Regions from separate parts of the Anas platyrhynchos genome. Here region 2 is linked to region 1. Evidence: chromatin contacts called from public Hi-C data. All regions are on one chromosome and are shown on one strand. The core of a region is the stretch at or near the end of the contact, and the rest is flanking DNA. Distances in the headings are between cores, read along the strand shown.

The links. A called contact is a pair of places that touch in the nucleus more often than the background predicts.
Region 2: a Hi-C map of skeletal muscle shows a contact between it and region 1, with 2.7 times the contacts expected there. The contact joins the promoter of LMCD1 here to the enhancer-like site in region 1. A contact is called at or near these places in 2 of 8 Hi-C or Micro-C datasets (liver and skeletal muscle).

The regions. Positions count from the first base shown.
Region 1 is chr13:967,422-971,904 of IASCAAS_PekinDuck_T2T, reverse strand. No RefSeq gene overlaps it. Among named protein-coding and RNA genes, the nearest start is that of LMCD1, 34 kb to the left of the region's middle. Within about 2 kb of position 2,399, at least 2 of the 8 cell types and tissues checked have an H3K27ac peak or open chromatin away from gene starts, as enhancers often do.
Region 2 is chr13:1,002,259-1,007,278 of IASCAAS_PekinDuck_T2T, reverse strand. It overlaps LMCD1 (LIM and cysteine rich domains 1), which reads left to right and starts at 3,653. Exons shown (of 6, transcript XM_027467415.3): 1 at 3,653-3,914. The coding sequence starts at 3,657. It overlaps LOC119718295 (a long non-coding RNA gene), which reads left to right and starts at 4,040. Exons shown (of 2, transcript XR_011812589.1): 1 at 4,040-5,020.

The sequences.
Region 1 (4,483 bases), core at 1,150-3,649:
ATGGGCTGTTCCTTACTTCGAGGGCTGCTGCTCAGGCGCCTGCCGATGCCGTGGCCCCGCTGCTCCCCCCTACCTCATGCCCTGCAGCAGTGCTGGATTTATGGCTTCAGATTGCCACGTGCTGCATTGCACTGCTAGCAAAATAAAGCTGCAGAGAAATGGTTTCTGCCTGCCTGGGAAGCAGCACACCTGAGCAAATCACGACATCCAGCATTCAGGGAACCACTCATACCCGTTCACTGCCCTCCAGGTGGAAGCTGTGCTGCAGACAGGTACCCTGACCGAGCACTGAGGGGTGCTGTGGCAAGTCCACCCCTGCTTTCCGCGTTTTGCTTCCAGCAGGGAGGACAGTGCCACGCTGCCTGTACCCACCTGGCTGCAGGCACACCGCTGTGCCGGTCGGACACATTATTTTCAATCAGATTTTTTAAAGCCGGGCAAAGCGCTGAAATATTTCCCTGGGGGCAGCTATAATTCTCCCATTGCTTTCCTACTGCCTTTGCTAGGAATTTTCCCCACTAAATCACCTCTGTGCTTTGCACCCATGCCTCTCGGCTAGGCCAGGAGCCCGCTGCAGGCTCAGCCCCGTGGCTGCCCTGAGGACGTGGTGCTGGCGGGGGGCTCCAAGCAGGGCGCCTGGCGTTACGTGGGTGCAGGGTGTGCAGGCACAGCGCCTGGATGCGGTGCTGAGGAACTGGGCAGCTCATGGGTGGCTCAGCAGATTCCTCTGGAGCCCTGCACCGAGAGCTGAAGCACCGAGACTGTCAGAGACAGACGTTTTCTTTGTGCATGAACTTAAATAGCCTAACAAAACCTAGGCCAACTTAAAGAGCAGTGAATAAAGGTCTCCTTTGTAACACAAACCTATTAATGCTTTGCCAGGGCCTTCCCTTGAGACTGCCTAAATAAATTTCCTCGGATTGACATTGCTGGAAAAGCAGCCCTTTCAGAGAACCGGGACGGGAAGGCTGCTCTGCGGCGGGGCTCCAGCTGTTGGTGTCGCAGCGCTGACTTCACTCAGACAAGAGCTCATTTTTCACACCCAAGGAAAACCTGTAGCGATTTTTCTTTCCTTTTCTGGTGATGGTGCAGGGACTGAGCAAGTGCCTCCTCCAGGAAGCTCTAAATTCAAGTAGCCTTTAATTAACTAATCTGCTAATAGGTCATAGAAATTAAGAGAGCCGGGTTGTGTGCAGATCCCATAAGGTGTTTGCATGGCCCTAAAGGGGCCTGATCCTGGAGCTGTAGCTTCCTTTTGGGGGAAGGCAAACCAAAGCCCTACACGCACTTCCTGCTGCCCTCGCACATTCAGGGCCACAAACCAAAATGAAACGTTTTGTTCCCCAGCCTTTAATTTGCCTGAATTCCCTCCGCACAGAGGGCTGTTGTGCGAGTGGGCACGGCCAGCACAGCGCCGCGCTGTCCCTGCACTGCTTTTTCCAGGGTGTCTCCACGCCCCACGCTGCCAAACCACATCTCCTGGAGAGTGCCAGGAGCAAAAACCCAGAGAGGGCATTGGGAGCATGGCGAGGCCGGGCACGGTGCCCCTGAGCAGGCAGGCACAGGCCGGGCAGAGCCTGGGATCCAGGCTGCCGGGGAGCCTGGGGTCGGGTGGCAGGGGTGCTCCTCAGCTCTCTCTGCTTTGTTCTAGAAAATGTGCTTTTTCTGAATAACTCCCTGTATTTCCACCTGACACAGTATGAGTAATTCCAGCAAATCTGCTTTGTTTGGGGGACAAAGTTTTCGATCTTTGAAGCAGCCATCAAATTGCAGGTTTGCTTTTCACTCTGGGGAGGAACATCCTGCTTCCAGCAGCACGATCTCTGCAGCACCGCCCTGCGCAATGCCACTTCCCTCCCCAAATAACCCGCAGGTAACAGCCCGCGCGGGGCACCGGCACAGAGAAGCAGCTGCACAAGGTGACAACAGGGAGAGCTGCGGGAGGGCCTGGGGGTGCTGGGGGGCAGAGCCCAGGGAGAACAGAACTGTCCCAGGGCTCTGCCCAAACCAAAAGGGCTCAGCAGGACCCGAGTTTAGCTCCATTTCACCAGACACTTACTGGACTGATATGCCATGACTGCCGCTGGATTTTTTCCATAGCGTACTAATGTGAGAAGTGAAGGCTGAATTGCAGAGGTTAATAGTTTGTGCCCTTCCTTATCCTTAATGCAAACAAGCGGTGCCTCAGGACCAGGAGCACGCCATGAATATTCAGAGCACAGCTCCGAGCAGCCTCAGAAGCATTCTTTCTTTCCAAGAGAGGAATGGGGTGTTTGCAGAGGTGCTCTCTGAATATTTTGGCTGATCGCATTAATTGTTTTTCTCCACAGCCCACAATGGTGCCTTGTTCCTGCGGTTACTACTCAGGCGTGACTCCCACAGACATCCATGTGTGTTTTGTTTGAGCTGAGTGCCCGTGTCCGGCCCCAGCCCGGTGCCGCGTAGGGGCAGGCAGGAATCCAGGCAGAGCCGCGCAGGTTGGCAAGGATCAGAGCACAGGGCAGGAGTCTAAACTAAGAAGTGCTGCTTATATATTAACCCTGTCCAAATATTAACACTGCCCGAAGGATGTGGAGGTGCTACCTTGACATATCAGCATGAAAGATGTCATCCTCTGCATCCAGCTGTTACGTTTGTAAAACACCTCTCTGAGTGCAGGATCTGGCCACGAGCAGCCCGGCAGCAGGAAAAGCCCTGGTGGGGATGGATGCGTTCACAGGACACTTGTCATCCTGCGGTCTCCCATGGAGACTTGGCTGAAACCACTGCAGATTTTAGCCTGGGGCTGCAGGAGCAGCTGTGCACAGAAGTGAAATCCCAGGTATCCTCGTGCTGCCTGCAGAACGGGGCTGTAACGCGCAGCTGGGAGCGCAGTGCCCCAAGGCTGGAGGCAGGAGCTGCTCCTGGGCACACCAGCATGTGCAAGCTCCAGGCAGCAGCCAGCAGAACAGCCCTGCCATTTTTCAGTACAAACAAGATGAAAACGTTACAAATATCCTATGCTTTAAGACTTTTTTTTTTTTTTTTTTTCCAAAAAAGGACAAAAGTTTAGGCAAATCAAATCCCGGTGTTTACTTTTTCTCATCAGGAGGAGTAGGGTGCAGCTTGAATACCCCCGTGGCCCAAATTGTTTTGGTTTGGTTTATTTCTATCAACCTGACCCTTACACCTTTCATACTCTGAGGGTAGTTTGAATGTACCTCATCTATCTGAGGCTGCACCTACTCTTAAACCTTCGAGAGCAAACCTTTCTTTCACTGTACGTTATTCTGTTTGTTTGCTTTCTGTCTGGCTTTAGGCACTTCAGCAAGGCACAGTGTTCAGATTTTGCATCAGATCTGTGCTCATCACAGCTCAGTCCCTCAGGTGACTTACGTCTTTGAACGAGCACGAAAGCATCCTTTGATTGAGATCATTGCTTAGATTCTTCATGGGTGTAGGCATTTGCAGCAGCAGGGAAAAACCTGGACACTGGGCTGGGACTGGAAAGTTCTGGCATCAGGTTTTGGAGACTGAGGGCCTGCCTGAAGAGCCCAGGCTGCCAGAGATGGGGCTGGAGGCAACACCTCCCATGGCACAGCACGGCGGATTCGGGGAAGAGTGTTTACTTACAGCAACAGAAAATTTGCCCCTGGACTTTTCACTAAAAGAAAGCCAGGATTATTCAAAGACTTTCCTACAAATGTTGTTGCCTGGGGTAAAAATGTTTTCATTCCTTTTTCAGGATAAATTTTGAAGTGCCAGAAGCTCCTGCAACACTCAACAGCTACGTTGCAGATGATTTCGGTGACAATGCCGTATTGGGAGAAGTGTGTCCTCCCTCAAGTAGCTGCTCTTTACGGTCTCTTATTCATCAAAAAGGTACGGGAAGGCTGCCATGGAAGTGAGCATTCATCTGCTCATCCCCTGGCAGAGGAGTGAGGAGCAAACCCTGTGTGCTGTGGGCTCAGAGGCAGCGCAGGGACCAGTCCTGCTGTGTGCACGTGTCCATCTGTCCGGCGCCTTGTGCCCGGGTGCACGGTGCAGCCACCGTCCTGGGGCCAGGGCGCTCTGTTGGCAGCTGCTGATCCCTAAAATGCCCCGGCCAGCAGGTTGACATTTAGTGCTTTGGGCTGGGTTTGAACCCCATCAGACTTCCAGCCCCTACCATCTGCTTTCAACTGGGAAACAATAGGCTGGCAGAGCATCAGCCCCTCATGGCAGGGATTGAGGGGATAAATTGGAAAACTCAAACCAGATGCATTTTGTTGTAACAGGAAGCAATTGTATTGCTCTGGGCCTCTGATAAAATACATTTTCAAAGGGCTGAAATTGGCCTGAGGCAGCAAGCCTCTCCGTATTCGATCCTCTTTGTGCACCCCGCAGGACCCCAGCTTGCTCCGAGCCCTCTCCCAGCCAGCAGGAAGCGGGGCTGCAGCGTGCGTGCAGCACCAGCGGCCCTGCAGCGGAGCGTGAGGTTCTCACTGCCTTGTCATTCTGGCTG
Region 2 (5,020 bases), core at 2,404-4,903, 34 kb before region 1:
GCCAGGGCTGGATCCTACCAAGGTCTGTGCCCATGCTCCCGATGTGCCACAGCGGTGGGTGGCGAGGGAGGGGACACGGGGCAGGCTCCGGGCCATCCCCCGCCTGCAGCAGCCATGGGGACATGCGTCCTGTCCGGGCAGCTCACGGCCACACTTCAGCACCCGATGGGCTCTCTGCTTTTTTCATTCTCCCCACCTCCGGGCAGGTCTCGGCTCCAGGAGACGACGGCTCTCCGAGGTGCCCGTCAGGGTGTGGGAAGGGGCGCTGAGGACCTGGCCTTAATTATCCAGATGCAAAAGTCAGAGGGCAGGAGAGCTGCTGCCTGCTTCAAAGTCACGGCTGAGGCAATATGAGCGGCAGGCACATCAGTGAGGGATAAAAACACACAGTTGGACCTGGCAAAATCCATCTTAGAAAGCACTGATCTGCCCTGAGAGATGTGTACTGCTGAGACATTTTAAATCACGGAGTGAGGCACTAGGAACGACAGCTCTCCGCAGATGGCCCAATACATCTTTCCTCCCCTGTCCTCAGTGATCCCAATAAACTCCTGACCCTACAGACAAATAACGATGAACTCAAAGGAGACAGGAAGTCTGGTTTCATCTGCAGCATCATGTCAAAAGAAGAGAGGAGCTCTGCTTGGTTAAGAAATGATTACTAATTCCTAAATTTTACTGACATTATTTCAGCCAGCAGCTATTTTTGTCGAAGCCATGCTCCAGTGACACCTCTTTGGGGATCGTTTTGTCCTGATACACACTGCTGGTGAGTCAACAGGAAGCCCAAAATCTCTCTTTCTCATAGTTGAGCATCTTTCCCTTTTGTCAATTTGTCGTCAATTTATGGGCCATGACTACCGCAGAGATTTAGCTGTGTTTAGTCATGGGATGATTTTGTCTCTTCCTAGCAAAGAGCTAAGTATAGCACAGACTCATTATTCAGAGGCCGTCAGTGATAACTGGCGTTGGCGTCTGGCCCGGCTCAGTTTGAGCGTTCGGGTCCTCCTCGGTGCTGACTTTAACTTTCCTTTGCCTCTCCCCCTCCGCCCTCATCTCTGCTCCGCAACCTGCCGTGACGCGGAGGCAGCTGGCATCCTGCAAGGCAGCAGTCACGCCTGTGCCTTCCCGATGACAGCCAGCATCATTCAGAAAACTGGAGACTGAAATATGCAAAATCCGGCTCGGTCCAGCTTCCCGTCCCTGAGAGCAGCCACTGCCAGGTGCTTCACCCGGTGTTTCTGAGCACCAGAAATAATCTGCCCTTGATGTTGTATCATGGGCTGCCTAGGATTAGCTGCAGCTTATCGTGTTATTTCTCTGTGTTATCATCAATTACAACAATCCCAGATGTATTTTGTTGTAGATATAAGCATTTTGGGTGTTTCTGAAACCCGTTCAGATCTTAGTTTGATCCTCTTCCAACAGTAAGCCTAATTACACAGGGTGCCAACCCCTGCTCCCACGCTGACGGACAGCCTCCGTTGTGTGGGGGCAGCTCAGCCACCTGGGCACCTGGCACCCTGCAGCTCTTGTGGAAAACCACACCAGGAAGCAAAACTTGTGCTTTTTCACAGAATGCATCCCCACCGCCCGGGTTTGCTGCCCACGAGCAGGCTGCCCCCCTCCACGCGTGCAGGAGGCGCAAACCTCGCCGCGGGGGAGCGGGGACCGGCGGCAGCGTCCCCGAGCGGGGGGGCCTGGCCCGTGACCCCGTGCCTTGCGGGGCTGAGAAATCCCTCTGTAAGTTCTTTCCTACTCCCCAGGTTGCCATGTGCATGTGTGGATTGGGAAAGTGAGTTAATGTCATCCCATTGCCATTTCAAGTGTTTTCTGTGGCTGCCAAGCCCTTGGTGACACGGGCCTGAAAAACAATATCCCCGCGCTGCTCCCGCTGCCGCTCTCCACATGCCTCTGTAAGGTCAGGCTCACGCTGTCCCCGGCAGGACTGCGTCTCTCCACAATTTCTCTTCTGCATTTGCTTCTTAGCCCAGATTGTTCTGAGGATGTTTAAATATCTCCTCCAAAACATGTAAAATCGCTCTGCTATCAGGGCACGTTCCCTCCCCAGGAGGCTTCCCAGCCCCGGTGCCCACGGCCTCTCTGCTGGAGCAGGCTGCTACCACCTCCGTGGCTGCCGCGGGTTTTTCTCAGAGCAGGGAACCCCTCCGCAGGGCGAGGAGCTGCTGGGGGGCGAGCACACGGCCTCAGCAGGGCTGCAGGGACCAGCCCAACGATCACAGCCATTGCGCAAGTGGGACCCCAGCTCCTGGGGCACCGCTTGCAGCCCCCAGTGGCAGCCACACCTGGGTGGAAGCTGCAGGGCGCCCTCCTCTCATACGATCTGTAGAGCCACGTCAGGACCACGCAGAGCACGGCCAGAGCATGGGACAGGAGCATGGACCCCACGCTGCCTTCCCGTCCCCTCGTGGGCACCTTTGCTGCCCTTCGTGCGTTTTCACACGGCCGCTGCAATTTGCAGTCCCTCGTTTTGGGGAGGCGTATCCAGGCACTGGGGACAACAAGCAACGTGAGCTCCGATGGCTCCTGCCGGGGTCACGTGCAGAAGCAGGTGAGCAAAAGGCACTTTGTGCCCTCAGAAACTGAATCCTGGTGAAAATGACCCCCACGCTTCCCTTCTTTGCGTGAATATCTGAAAGGGATCTCAGAAAATGTAACAGCAGGTGAGATACTGAATCAGTATAAGGTCATTTAGATCCTTTTTTATTTTAATTACACCAGTAAAGAAACAGTCCAGCCTGGAGCTGTGCCGGGTGCTGCTGGCAGCTGTGCTTTGCTTGCAGGACGTCAGGAGGCGGTCGGGTGCAGGTTCCTGGTATTTCAGCACGGTCCCGCCGGCGCCAGCAGGAGGAGGGCACAGCGGGGGGACAGGGGACAGGGCCAGCCGCCAGCCCGCGCGTGTGGGCCCTCGCCCTCAGCGGGACAAGGGGGCTTTGTGCTGGGCCTCCCTGCTAAAGCCAGAGCGGGCAGGAATGTCTGTGGGAAACTGCACAGGAGACCCTGCCCTTTTGTGCAAAAAAAAAAAAAAAGAGGAAAACAGAAAAACAACACCCAAAGGCTATAGGTCAGCACTTAGCATACGCTGAATTAGGAAGAGGAACATGGTTCCAGACACTTTCTTCTGCTCAGAACACAACAGAGTGGCTGCTGCAACGAAGTGCCCCAGCCTACTCCTGCTGGTCCCTGCGCTCCGGGTGGGAGCTGTGGTGGCTGGGGGGGATGGCGCAGAGTGGTCAGAGGGGATGGGATGGGGATGGGGATGGGGACGGGGATGGGGATGGGGATGGGATGGGGACGGGGATGGGGACGGGGATGAGGATGGGGATGGGATGGGGACGGGGATGGGATTGGGATTGGGATTGGGATTGGGATTGGGATGGGGACGGGGATGGGGACGGGGATGGGGACGGGGATGGGGACGGGGATGGCATTGGGATGGGGATGGGGACGGGGACGGGGATGGGGACGGGGACGGGGATGGGATTGGGATGGGGACGGGGACGGGGATGGGGACGGGGACGGGGATGGGATTGGGATTGGGATTGGGATTGGGATGGGGACGGGGATGGGGACGGGGACGGGGATGGGATTGGGATTGGGATTGGGATTGGGATGGGGACGGGGATGGGGACGGGATGGGGATGGGTTGCACCCAGCAGCGTTGCGCTGCGCCCCGCACCCTGCGCGCCTCTCCGGCGCACACGTGCGCGCAGCACCCAGCGCGCCCCGCCCGGCCCAGCCCCGCCGCGCGCCCATTGGCCAGGAAAGTTCGTTCCGGCGGCCGATTGGCCGGGGGCCGCCGGGGGCCGCCAATGAAAGGCGCCGGGCGGGAGGCGCGCAGCAGGCGGGCAGCGGGCGCTGCGCGGGACGGAGCCGGGCACGGAGCGCGCAAGGTGCGGGGCGGGGATGCGGGACGGGGATGCGGGACGGGGACGCGGACGCGGACGCGGACGCGGACGCGGAGCGGGACACGGGACGGGACGGGACGCGGCTGGGGGAGCGGGACCGTGCGGTGCGCAGCGGTGCGCGGCTGGGGGAGCGGAGCGGGACGGTGCGCGGTGCGGTGCGGTGCGCGGCTGGGGGTGCGGGCTGCGGGGCGGGATGCTGCGGTTCAGCCCCGCCGGGACGGTGCCGGTGCCGCCCCGGAGCCGGGCGCGGTTCCCCGGTGCTGCCCGTGCCGGGAGGCGCCGCTCGGTTCCGCGCCCTGCGGCTGGGGGCGGCTGAGCCGCGCAGTGCCCGGGGAGCGCCGCTGCCGGCCGGGACGGCTCCGCAGGGCTCCCGGCTCCGCTCCTGGCTGCGGTGACCCGCGGGGGATGGAGCCGCACCGGGATGGAGCCCCCGGGGTGTCCCGGCCCCGCTCCTGCCGCTGCGCCCCGAGCCCCCGTCGGTGCGGCTCTTGGGGAAGCCGCTCGGGGCCGTCGGGGCCAGCTCGTGTCGGGCCGAGTTTGTGCGCTGGGGGGTTCGTCCCAGGCTTTGTAGGGGCTGGGAAGTCCTCGTGCCCCTTGGTCGGGGTGCCAAAGGCTCGCTTTTACCTGGAAAATCCAGGTCTCTGCCACAGATGAGCAAACGAACCAGAATAACTGAAGCCCTCCCTTGGCACGGTGAGGGCTGAGTGGAAGGGGCTTTAATCGCTAAATAAAAACGTGTGGAACGGGTCGGCAGGGAGCAGCTGCTCTTACGGCCTTACTCGATGTACCTTTGTCACCGCATAGTTAGGGGATGAGTTAAATGCCTAATGTCAGCACTTCGAGGCTTCCACTCTGTTGTAATCTCATCTCCCGCTGCCAGATGGCTGTGGTGGGGCAGTGCCAGCACAGGGGCACCGCGGGACCTCCCCAGCCAAGGGATGGCAGCTTCCTGAGCTTTGTGCCAGTGCTGGCCTCGGAAACCCCTCCTGGGACAGGTCAGCCTCGGTCCCAGTGCCTCTGAGCAGTGCTGCTGCTCGAGCTGTTTGCTGGGTTTTGCAGAAGCTGGCTGCTTGGTGCAGGTTGCCCTGGGT